2 separate regions of the Mus musculus genome follow, and region 1 is linked to region 2. Evidence: chromatin contacts called from public ChIA-PET data. All regions are on one chromosome and are shown on one strand. The core of a region is the stretch at or near the end of the contact, and the rest is flanking DNA. Distances in the headings are between cores, read along the strand shown.

What was found. ChIA-PET counts read pairs in DNA pulled down with a chosen protein or histone mark.
Region 1: an RNA polymerase II ChIA-PET map of memory CD8 T cells shows a contact between it and region 2, with 5 read pairs. The contact joins two enhancer-like sites. A contact is called at or near these places in 1 of 484 Hi-C or Micro-C datasets (stem cell-derived neural stem cells) and 1 of 115 datasets of contacts at active chromatin or transcription factors (memory CD8 T cells).

Annotation. Positions count from the first base shown.
Region 1 is chr5:148,864,500-148,869,535 of GRCm38.p6, forward strand. No RefSeq gene overlaps it. Among named protein-coding and RNA genes, the nearest start is that of Gm36405, 58 kb to the left of the region's middle. Within about 2 kb of position 2,247, at least 64 of the 459 cell types and tissues checked have an H3K27ac peak or open chromatin away from gene starts, as enhancers often do. A contact at or near this core is called in memory CD8 T cells, where this site is marked.
Region 2 is chr5:148,340,446-148,345,688 of GRCm38.p6, forward strand. Slc7a1 (solute carrier family 7 (cationic amino acid transporter, y+ system), member 1) reads right to left here. Exons shown (of 13, transcript NM_007513.4): 6 at 2,293-2,411; 7 at 1,488-1,710; 8 at 91-230. Among named protein-coding and RNA genes, the nearest start is that of Slc7a1, 57 kb to the right of the region's middle. Within about 2 kb of position 2,121, at least 180 of the 459 cell types and tissues checked have an H3K27ac peak or open chromatin away from gene starts, as enhancers often do. A contact at or near this core is called in memory CD8 T cells, where this site is marked.

The DNA of each region.
Region 1 (5,036 bases), core at 997-3,496, 520 kb after region 2:
ATACTGCTCTCCGTAGTCCTTAAAAACTGTGGGTTCCTTTTGTAAAATTATCACATCGGAAAATTACAAAGAGAGTAAAGTTATTCTTGTTTTAGTTTCAACTAAGTCTAAGGGCTGATTCTTTTTGTTTTTTATTTGTTTGTTTTTGTTTTGTTTTTTGTTTTTAAATTAACCTCTCAGTCTAGTCTCACTAAAACATTAAGAGAGCCCTTTGTGGCACAAACTAGTGAGTCTCTGCAAAGCTGAGTTACTCTGAAAGGCACCCAAAAGATGTATCTGCTAAATAAATTCTAAAACAAAAATAGTTATTAAAGGTCGGGGTTCTGGGGTGCATCCTGTGGTTGGCAGATGCACACTGCATGCTTCCCTCCCAGGAACTGTATGGAAATAGTGCAGCTCTCTGTTGTTCTCAGGCTCCTTTCTGAGCTGTGTCTAGATGCTCCAGCAAGCCCCTTTCTGTTGCTACGATGGATGCTGCAGCTCTTTCCCAAGCCCCTGTGGCTTATGACAGTGTCCAATCAGCTGTCGGCAGGCAGGCTTCCTTGGCCCTCCGCTGCAATGACCTTACTTACACCGTACCATTAACTGGTTTAATCAGAGCTAAACAGAAAGCTGGTCTCAAAACCCCACTGCTAGGCAATGGGGGAACCTGCTGAACTTAAATCTCCAGTGGAGACTATTTCTGAAATACAGATGAGAACAATTATTGTGACTTCACAATAAATTATTGATTTGGTTGAGAGTTATAGCTTATAAAAAGTTTCGGGGAAAGTTGAGAATTGCAATCTGAAAGTCACCAATCTAAAGCTCTGGAGAATAGACTTGATGCTCTCTCTAGATTGTGGACCACTTTGGATTTCAAGAGTTTTCGACTGGGTGTGCTCAATCGGTAAAATCTGTGTAAACGCCCCCCAAATGCAAAGAACTCCAAAGAACTCCACAGTCTGCATCACCTTTGGATAAGGGGGGACACAACCTACTCAGGGAAAACTAAGCGAACCCATCAGAAATCATTTCTCATTTCTTTACAAGGCAGGGTCTCAGGCACCCTGGCCGCAAACTTGTTTGTAGCTCAGGATGATCCTCCTGCCTCCTCTACCTTCTGAGCCCTGGGATCATAGGCCTGTTTTTCTTGTAGTACTACAGAATTCAATCAGAGCTTCACACGTGGCAGGCAAGCGCTATACCAACTGTGCTGTGGCTCCAGCCCCTGCCTGCTGAATTAAAATGAGCGTCTTTTCTGGTATACCTGAATGCATGATGAAGAATATAACTCCAGTGTGCATGACGGGTAACTAGTTTAGGGTACATGTGTGAATAGGCTGCCTCCACTGAGTGTGAGAGGCAGTGACCGCTCCCCTTCAAAGGCACATTTTGCAAGTCCTTTGCTGGTATCTGCTTGGAAAATCAGAGAGGGAAGCCAATTCTCACCGTGAAATCAGACTAATTTATTATCCTCAATCCGGAGCTAGCTTAGACTTCAAGCTCTGTTAGCTTAAACCAAGCTAAAATACGTTATCCACATCTATCCAGGGAGAATAAGTTAAGATTGGGGGGAAGGCTTTTAAAGGCTAACAGACTTCATGAGAGGGTTCTTACGACTTCGTAGAAAACAAACCGCTCTTAAAAAACAACTTTGATGAGTTAAATGCAAAATGAATGGGAAACATATGGGTTATATTTCCCTTAAGATGCGCGAGGGTTTAAACACTCGAGGGAATGTGTTTGCAAAGTGTGTCTAAGGAGTGTTACAAAATAGATTTCAAAATGCTTGAAAAATAGCCTGCGGTAGCTAACCAACCTCAGATGGGTCATGATAGTTCAGCCGCCCCTAACTGCATATTAATCGCAAGCACTGCTGTCCGAGATTTATATTATGGAAGGGAAGTCATATTGTGGTTAGTGATTTGTTTAAGAAATTACTGAAGAAGTGCTAACTAAAAGACATCTGGAGTAGTCGGCGTGAAACTGGGCTGTGGAGTAGAACCTCAATGGTGCCCAGTAGCTGAGGACAGACATACATGCAGCCAGGAGAATGGGGCTGAGACCCCGAGCGTGCAACTCTTGGAGAGCTGGACCACTTATGGGAGGCTCTAGATGCATTTCTCTGAAGCGTTCAGGATGCTTAGTTCATCCCAGAAAGCCTTGCGCTGAAAAACAAGACCTGTGCACACGCCCTCTACAGCAGGGGCAGCGGCAGCAGGGTTTACATCTCATGACACTGGAGCGCCTGACTGCCCACCCCCATCGCTAACATAAAAAGCAACAGGATGTGCTATGACACTCTCTAAAAATGTCCTGGTAAACATGCCCTGCCCGGAAGGGAAGGTGAGTGGTTAAAAACCTCAGAAGGCAGAGCAAATCTGGCGAGTAACTTTTGTGTATGCTTAGCTTTGCTCGGAGTAATCTGGGGTCTAACCGGTGCTGGGCTAGATTATGATCCTGCATAAACCAGGTCACTCTACAGCCTGCCTCCTCTCCTGCAGAAGGCCGAGTAGGAGTCCAAAGACAATAAATGTATCTCAATTATACTTGGCACCGCAAATGTTATCTTCAGTTCTTGCAGGCCAGTGTCTTGTATTTCTTAACTATTGACAACTTGAATTAATCAGCTCCGCACCCCGAATCCGGCAACTAGAGACCACTACCCCCAGCCTACTGACAGAGCACAGTCAAAACAAAGGTCTAGTAAATACACTGTGTAAGATTACTTTCATCTATAACATTTATAACAGACATACAAAACATAGACTTTGGTCCTAGACTCAAGATATATACAACTATTCCCAAGTCCCAAAGTGGCCAGACTCTTAAGCACTTCCGGTCGCCAGCATGTTGAATAAGGAATACTCAGGCTGTGCATATAATAAACATTTTCCTCTCTGACTTGCTGACTTGCTTTCGCTGCGCAGTGAGATACGCACATGTGTTTGGTTCCTAGATAAGAAGATCATTGAAAATCGCCAGTCAACTCTTCACCTCAAAGACAGCTGTTTGGACAAACATCATTGACTCCTGATTTTCAGCTCTGGGTAATGGCGAGTTGGGAGAGGTAAGGTTAGGAAAGAGGCCATACAGGGGACAAAAATTGCTTCCTTTCCCACCGGTTTGTGGGGCAGAAGGAGAACCAGCCAGGTGGGACAGGGAAACCCCATTCCTCTGTTTGTTAGGAAGGAGGTAGAAGATGGGGGGGGGGGCAGAAGGACCCTGCAACACTCACAGCATTCTCAGTTTCTCGGGAGTGGGGGGATGCCCAGCAATGAACTCTGCTCTGCCCGGTCCAAGCCACAACTTCAAGCTGCACTGATCCTGGGCCCTCAACAAAGCAGAAAGGACTGGTGGACAGAGGGAGAGAACTTGGCCCATCCTGCCCTCTTCTAGTTTGGTGCCACTTTTACCCGTGTCTTTTCTCATCTACACTTCAGGAGGGTAAAACCGCACTTGCAGTCACAGGAAGTGAGAAAAGTGGGGCCACAGAACTGTTTCCAGGCTCCTTCCAAGCTGCAAATAACAATGGCCCAGCTGGGTGGCAATGTAGCTGTGTGCAAATCTCAGCTTCACGCCTGGTCTCCCAGAGCACTTCTGGGATTTACGTGCCTTAGTTTCTCTTTTGTGGTTTTAATAAGAAAACTCTGCCAAGAGCCACATAAGGGAGAACGGTTTATTCCAGCCTACAACTTAAAAGTCAGTCCATCGTGGTAGGGCAGTCATAGTAGTCGGGGGCTTCAAAGCATCTGGTCACGTGGCTGGTCACGTGGTATCCATAGTCAGGAAGCATGGAGGGACGCATGCGTGCTAGTGTCCCACTCACTTTAACACAGTCCCGCATCTCTGCACAGGGACTGGTCCAGTCCACAGTTAAGATATATCTTCCCACATCAATTGACATAATGAAGACGACTTCTCAGACATTCTCAGGCGCTAACATTAATCTAGATACTTCATGACGGGTGAGCCAGAAGCTTGTCTCCTAGGTGACTGTAGAGCCTGTCAGAATGACGATTAACACTAACCGACAGGCAGAATCACAGAGAAACCCGAGAAATGACCGCATACAATTCACACACCGAACCTCAACCCTCCCTGTCCCCAGATAGCTCGAACTCAGTCCCCCATCTCCACCCCAGATGATTCTCACAGCCTAGCAATCGTTTCACCAGGTAACTGCAGACTGGAAAAAGAAGAAAGGCCATTAAAGTCGTACATATTGGTAGGAATATTTGAAAAACAAATGCCAACAAAGTGGCTGGTGTCCATAATTCTGCTCCACAGGGAAAAGGAGAAATTAAACCCCTCACTTAGAACCCAGAGGAAGGGTGTCATACAGCGGGGCTCCAGTCACATCTCATTAGAAATTATGATGGCTTAGCAGCTAAGAGCCCTTGCTGTTCTTCCAGAGGTCCCAGTTTTCAGTTCCCAGCACCCACGTGATGGCTCACAACCATTTGTAACTCGGTTTCCAGGGGATCACACTCCCTCTTCAGACCTCCTCAGGTACTGTATGCATGCAACACACATACGTAAATGCTTGGAAAATGCTCGTGCACATAAGGAAGTTTAAAGATTAATGAGTATATGGAAAGATGCCCAGTATCAGCGGTCATTAGGGACAAGCAAATTAAAACAGCAATTACACACTTACCAAAATGGCGAGACCCGCACAACTACCCCCACCAAACACTGGCAAGGGTTCGGGGCAAGGGGAATACATAGTCCCAGCTAGTGCAATTGCAAGATGCCCTTGGCCAGGTAGGAAGACAGCATTGTAGTTTCTTATGAATGTAAAAACAATCCTACCATGCTCCAGGGACCATAATTGGAGGTACTTACTCTGAAGGAGTTGAAGAACTTAATGCATACCCAGAAACCGTGCAGGAACGTTGGAAACATGCAAGCATGGTTTACAGCCACTGTATTCGTAGTTGCTGTAATTGCCGAAGCTCGGTAGCAGCCGAGACACCTTTCAGAAGGTAGTGAATAAACAAAATGTGGTGGGGTATCCATACAGTGGAATAGCGTTTGATGGAGCCAAAGGC
Region 2 (5,243 bases), core at 871-3,370:
CAGCCGAGGAAGATTCGAGATCCGCTCCCCTCCATGTGCTGATTTAGTAACAGCCCGGGAAACGAGTTGTAACGGTAAGTGCATACTCACCAGCAATGGCGCCTGAGGTCACAGTGGCGATTACGGGTGTTTTGGTCCTATTGTTGATTTTGGCCAAAAATTTAAACAGTAGTCCATCTTCAGCCATGGCATAGATAACTCGGGGCATGGGAAACATGGAGCCTAGGAGACTGGGTGAGAGGAAAGCAAAACAGGCAAAAACCAGGTCATTGGCAGATAAGGCCTCAGCGGACCCATGCAGGGCTGCCTCCAAGGAGGGGCGTCTGCTCTCACCAAGATCAACTCCCCTCCGGTAACTGCCTGGCACCCGGGGCTACAAGCCCTGGCATTTCACAAAGTTAACATCGCAGGGCTAACAGGGCTAAGACCAATGGTAAGAACAGGGGCCCCTGACAGAGAAGAGATGCGATCCAGGAGCAACCTCCATAAAGGGAGATTTCACATTTGTGTCTGCAAATATTCCTAGCTGAGGCTGATCGTTAGCAAATGGTTCCTGTTTACACAAGCTGGTGGGGAAGCACAGGGTATGTGAGTGTGTGTGAGTGTGTGTGAGAGAGAGAGAGTGTGTGAGTGTGTGAGTGTGTGTGTGTGTGTGGTGGGGTATATGTCTCATTAAAAGGCACCCGCTCCTTTATGCAAAGGAGCTACTACCTTACAGCCAAACTAAAGACCAAAATACAGTGGTCAAAGAGGGGGCCTGGCTCAGAGGCCAAAGTCAGGAGCAGAAAACCATTTCCTTGCCAAGTATCATGCATAGACATCAGCTCTAGTTCTTCACAACATCGTGGTGGTTTTTCCCCTTACCTACTTTCACATTCTGTAGTTTGTAACCTGTGTCAACTACAGTATGGAAATATTAGATAGAAAATTCCAGAAATAAGCAACTGATCATTCTATTTTTTAAAATGGTCAGTATGTGGGCTGGAGAGATGGCTCAGCGGTTAAGAGCACTGGCTGCTCTTCCAGAGGTCCTGAGTTCAATTCCGAGCAACCATATGGTGGCTCACAACCGTCTACACAGAGATCTGATGCCCTCTTCTGGCATGCAGACAGAGTGCTCATAAACATAAAATAAATAAATAAATAAATAAATCTTTAAAATGTCAGTACATAGTAGTGCCTCCATTGTACCCTTAGCTATTGGTGTCAATCTTACTGTGCCAAATGTTATACATTACACATTTGTGTGTGTGTGTCTGTGTGTGTGTGTGTGTGTGTGTGTGTGTGTAAAAGGAAATACTGTGTATATGGGGTTTGGAATAATCTTTTGCTTCAGGCATCCAGTGTATCCATGCTCCCCATGGATAAAAGGGAGCACGTTTTATAACACAACACAGCTGTATAACATTCCACTGGGCTAAAACACAACGAGACACACCACTGACGCTGGGGTGCTGGGGTTGGGAGCACTCGGAAGCTGATCTCACCTGGTGGAAAGTGCGCAGAGAGAGCCAATGGCCACTGCGTACTTAGCTTCTTCCCAGCCCTGGTGCTTGAAGGCACCAGGCAGCGGGCTGTCGATGTCCAGGCAGAAGTAAGGCATCATGAGCGTGAGAGCGGCGGACACGCCAAAGTACGCTATGAAGCAAATGAGGAGGGACGCCACGATGCCCACAGGAATGGCCTTCTGGGGGTTCTTGACTTCTTCCCCTAGAAGCAACAGGGTGTCGGCCAATGAGGGAAGGGGGAGGAGTAGTCGTAGCATCACATCCTCTGCAAGGTCAAACGGGCTAAGCCACGCCCCACAGGGTTCGGTGGGCAGGAACCGGGGTCTTCTGCCCTCCCGTGACAGAGCAGGGTCCTCAGTAACGCCCACCGCATAACCACAGCCCAGGAAGGTGTTCCCGACCCTCCTATGGCAGCTCAGCTAAGGGAGAGGCTTGTTTCTTTTGGCTGAGAAAGGCTGAGAGGCTTAAGGGAGCCTGACCTATCCAACCTGCCCGGCTGTTGTTATTACAAAGGCCTGCGCGTGCAGATATGAAATCAGGCTACAGCCACGCTGTCATTGTCCCAGTCTAGCGGCAGAGCCCTCGTTATGTTAATGATGTAATTTCCTGCCAGGCACTGCTCCTAGGGGGTGTGGGGAGGTGAGAAGCTATCAGCAGGAAGTGACAAATCTCTGCAGTTACTCCCACGGACCCAGAGCTGCAAGTGGCCTGTGCCAAGAGGAAAAGGCATTACTGGAGGTGGTTGCAAAGAAGCAGGGCCCCACGGGTGCGAGAGTCCACGGACCTGTGGTGGCGATGCAGTCAAAGCCCACGAAGGCATAAAAGCAGGTCGCTGCCCCTGACAGGACACCAGAGAATCCAAAGGGCATAAACCCTCCCTCACCGTATTTCACGTTTGTGTCGCTAGGAGAAACAAAACAAAACAGCAAAGATTAGAACACCTGCTGCACGGTTCCATTTTTGGAGACAGCACAGCTCTGAAGAGAAGGACAGCGCTTCAGTCTCTCTGGCCAATGTCCCTAGTCTTCCAGTGAGGACTCTGAGTGAGTGTCAGGCCTCTCTGATCCAGGGCCCGGAGCAACAGAAGCAGGCGGCTTATACTCAACCACTAGATCCCTTAAGCACCGGTACATAGGAGGGAGAAATGGCTGTAGGCAAAAGTGGGGGTGTCGCCACTGAAGGTTTGCTTTGAAGAAACATTGGGCGGCAGCCCCTGTGGAGTGAGAGCCTGGGCTTACCAAGATGAGCAAGGTAGGGCTGGCAAGATGGCTCAGCGGTTAAGAGCACTGACTGCTCTTCCTGAGTTCAAATCCCAGCAACCACATGGTGGCTCACAACCATCTGTAATGAGATCTGACTCCCTCTTCTGGTGTTTCTGAAGTCAGCTACAGTGTACTTATGTATAATAAATAAATAAATCTTTGGGCCTAAGCGAGCCGACCAGAACGAGCTGAGGTCATTTTTGTTTTTGTTTTTATTGGGGTTTTATTATGGGCAGGAGCTGCCACCACAAGGTATGCCCCTCCCACCAAGCAGGTCCGTTCTAATCCTCCTGTGCTTTCTGGGACCTTTTCTTTTTCTTTGTGCTGCTCTTTGTGAAGCTAGCAGCAACTTCAGGCTCCTCAGAAAATTTCCTTTTCTTCTTAGGGGGGGAGCAGAGATCTTAAAAAATCAATCCCCAACAACCACATGAAGGCTCACAACCATCTGTACTCACATACATAAAATAAGTAAATAAAATCTTTAAAAAAAAAAAAGACAAGCAAAGTCGAGTTATTAAATGAAGGTGGAGAAGACGGAGCTTGCCATGTGGACAGCGCAGATAAATGACCAGAAACAGAAGCTTGGGTGCCTTGCTGACGACAGATGCTCTGACTCCGACAAGGGGCTCACACAGCCTTCTCCAACCGATGGAATGGGTGCAGCACCCAAGAGCAAGGATAAACCTTCCACAGAGACCCTGCCCCACTTTGCCTCAGACCTCCGCTCCCTGACATGTGCTGTCAAGCCTCCAGGCTCCTGCCTTAAGTTCCTGCCCTGACTTCCACCAATGATGAACTGTGACCTGGAAGTATAAACCAAACTAATCCTTTCCTTGTCAGTGTGTTCCTATAGCCACAGAGAAGCACTCAGGACATCCTAGGATCGTTACCAGAGGTCCTCCACGTGATGAATGGGGTTAGGGGGGGAAGTGTGGGCCTGTCGCTGAGGGACAAGCAACATCATACATATGTACACAGGGCTATCGGGAGAAATAGATATCTACAGCTGGAAAAAGGGAAATGAATAAGTAAAACAAGGCCATTTATAGACTTGAATAAAACAAACAGGTTCCAGGCCGGCAGAACTTGGCTCCTAAAGTATCAGAGTCCCCTGCGGCCCAGCAGCAGTGTCTCTAGTCTTCAGACAGACTTAAAGGCTCCACCTGGGCAACAAATGTCACCTTGTCTAGGAGACCAGTGCTGTATAAACCGTCCCTTATGACGGCCAGTGTGGGGACGACTAGGGAATTACTGTTGCTGGCCCAAGCAATCTGCACCAACAAAATTAAATCTCAGCTGACCACCAGGAAACAAGAGCGGCCTCTGTGTTTCACTCCTGCCTGTAAATAGCAACCAATGAAAATGTGTTCTCTAGAGTCTCCAAAGCCTACTGTGGACTTCAAAACGTACTTGAAGTTGGCTCCACTCCACCTTAAACTCATGGGGACTAATGCATTTGGCATAAATATAACTAACTCCAGAATGTTGGAGAATGAGCCAGTAAAAGCCCTTATTTCTCCATAGTTGAATTTAGGAAAGTAAATGATACTTTCATTTGAACTGGTAATTCTAGGAAGGTAGGTATCAGCGAAGTTTTATGTATCTAATTCACCATCTTCCCGTTCCCACTGTAGTGATAGGACAGGCTTGGCATCTGGTCTGTCGCCAATGACAAATGTGGCTTTGGTGATGGCATTGCCCAGATCCCTAGCCTAGGACTTCCTTTGTAGATACATACACGTGGCTACTCACTGGACTCTGGTAAAAGGAAGACGGAGGCAGAGGGGTGTGGTCAAGTCAGGGCTGGTGTGTGGAAGAGGTGCTCCAGGCCAATCTTCAGATATCCTGGGCATACCCTGTACCTTATTTTATTCCCCACCCCCTGCAAAAACTGGGGTGTGCCCCAAACCCAGTCCAGCACTAACTAGACAAGAGGCCAACGAAAGTTCTCGTCAGGCAGGGCAGAACAAAAGGAAGACACCTGCAATTCCAAAGTGGCCAGCTGCCACCATTAAAAAGCCACGGTGTCTTACAAAGGTCTCTTCCTCATGGGGACTCAAGACTCACCTTTACAAGATAAATTAAAAGCATGTAATATTTAAAGCTATGTGTTATCCTTAACGAGGATAGACTCACGGACAACGTGCATCGTGTGTCCTGGGATGTCAAGATTCACCTGAAAATCTGACCAAGAAGATTAAAATGACATTGCAATGATTTGCCTTTGTTTCCTAAATAATTAGAACACATTGTAATTAGAACACATTGAAGATGCTGCAGGAGAATGTCGTGGTGCACAGAGGCAGGTAGGTGTCTGTGAATGAGAGGCCAGCCAGGTCTACACAGTAAATACATTAACCAATTAGTTTTAAAAAGAAAAACTCTTTAGCTACTTCACCAGGGGGTGGGGTGGGGTGGGGTGGAGGTGGGGCAAAACAAGGCACCTTTACAAGATAAATTAAAAGCATGTAAT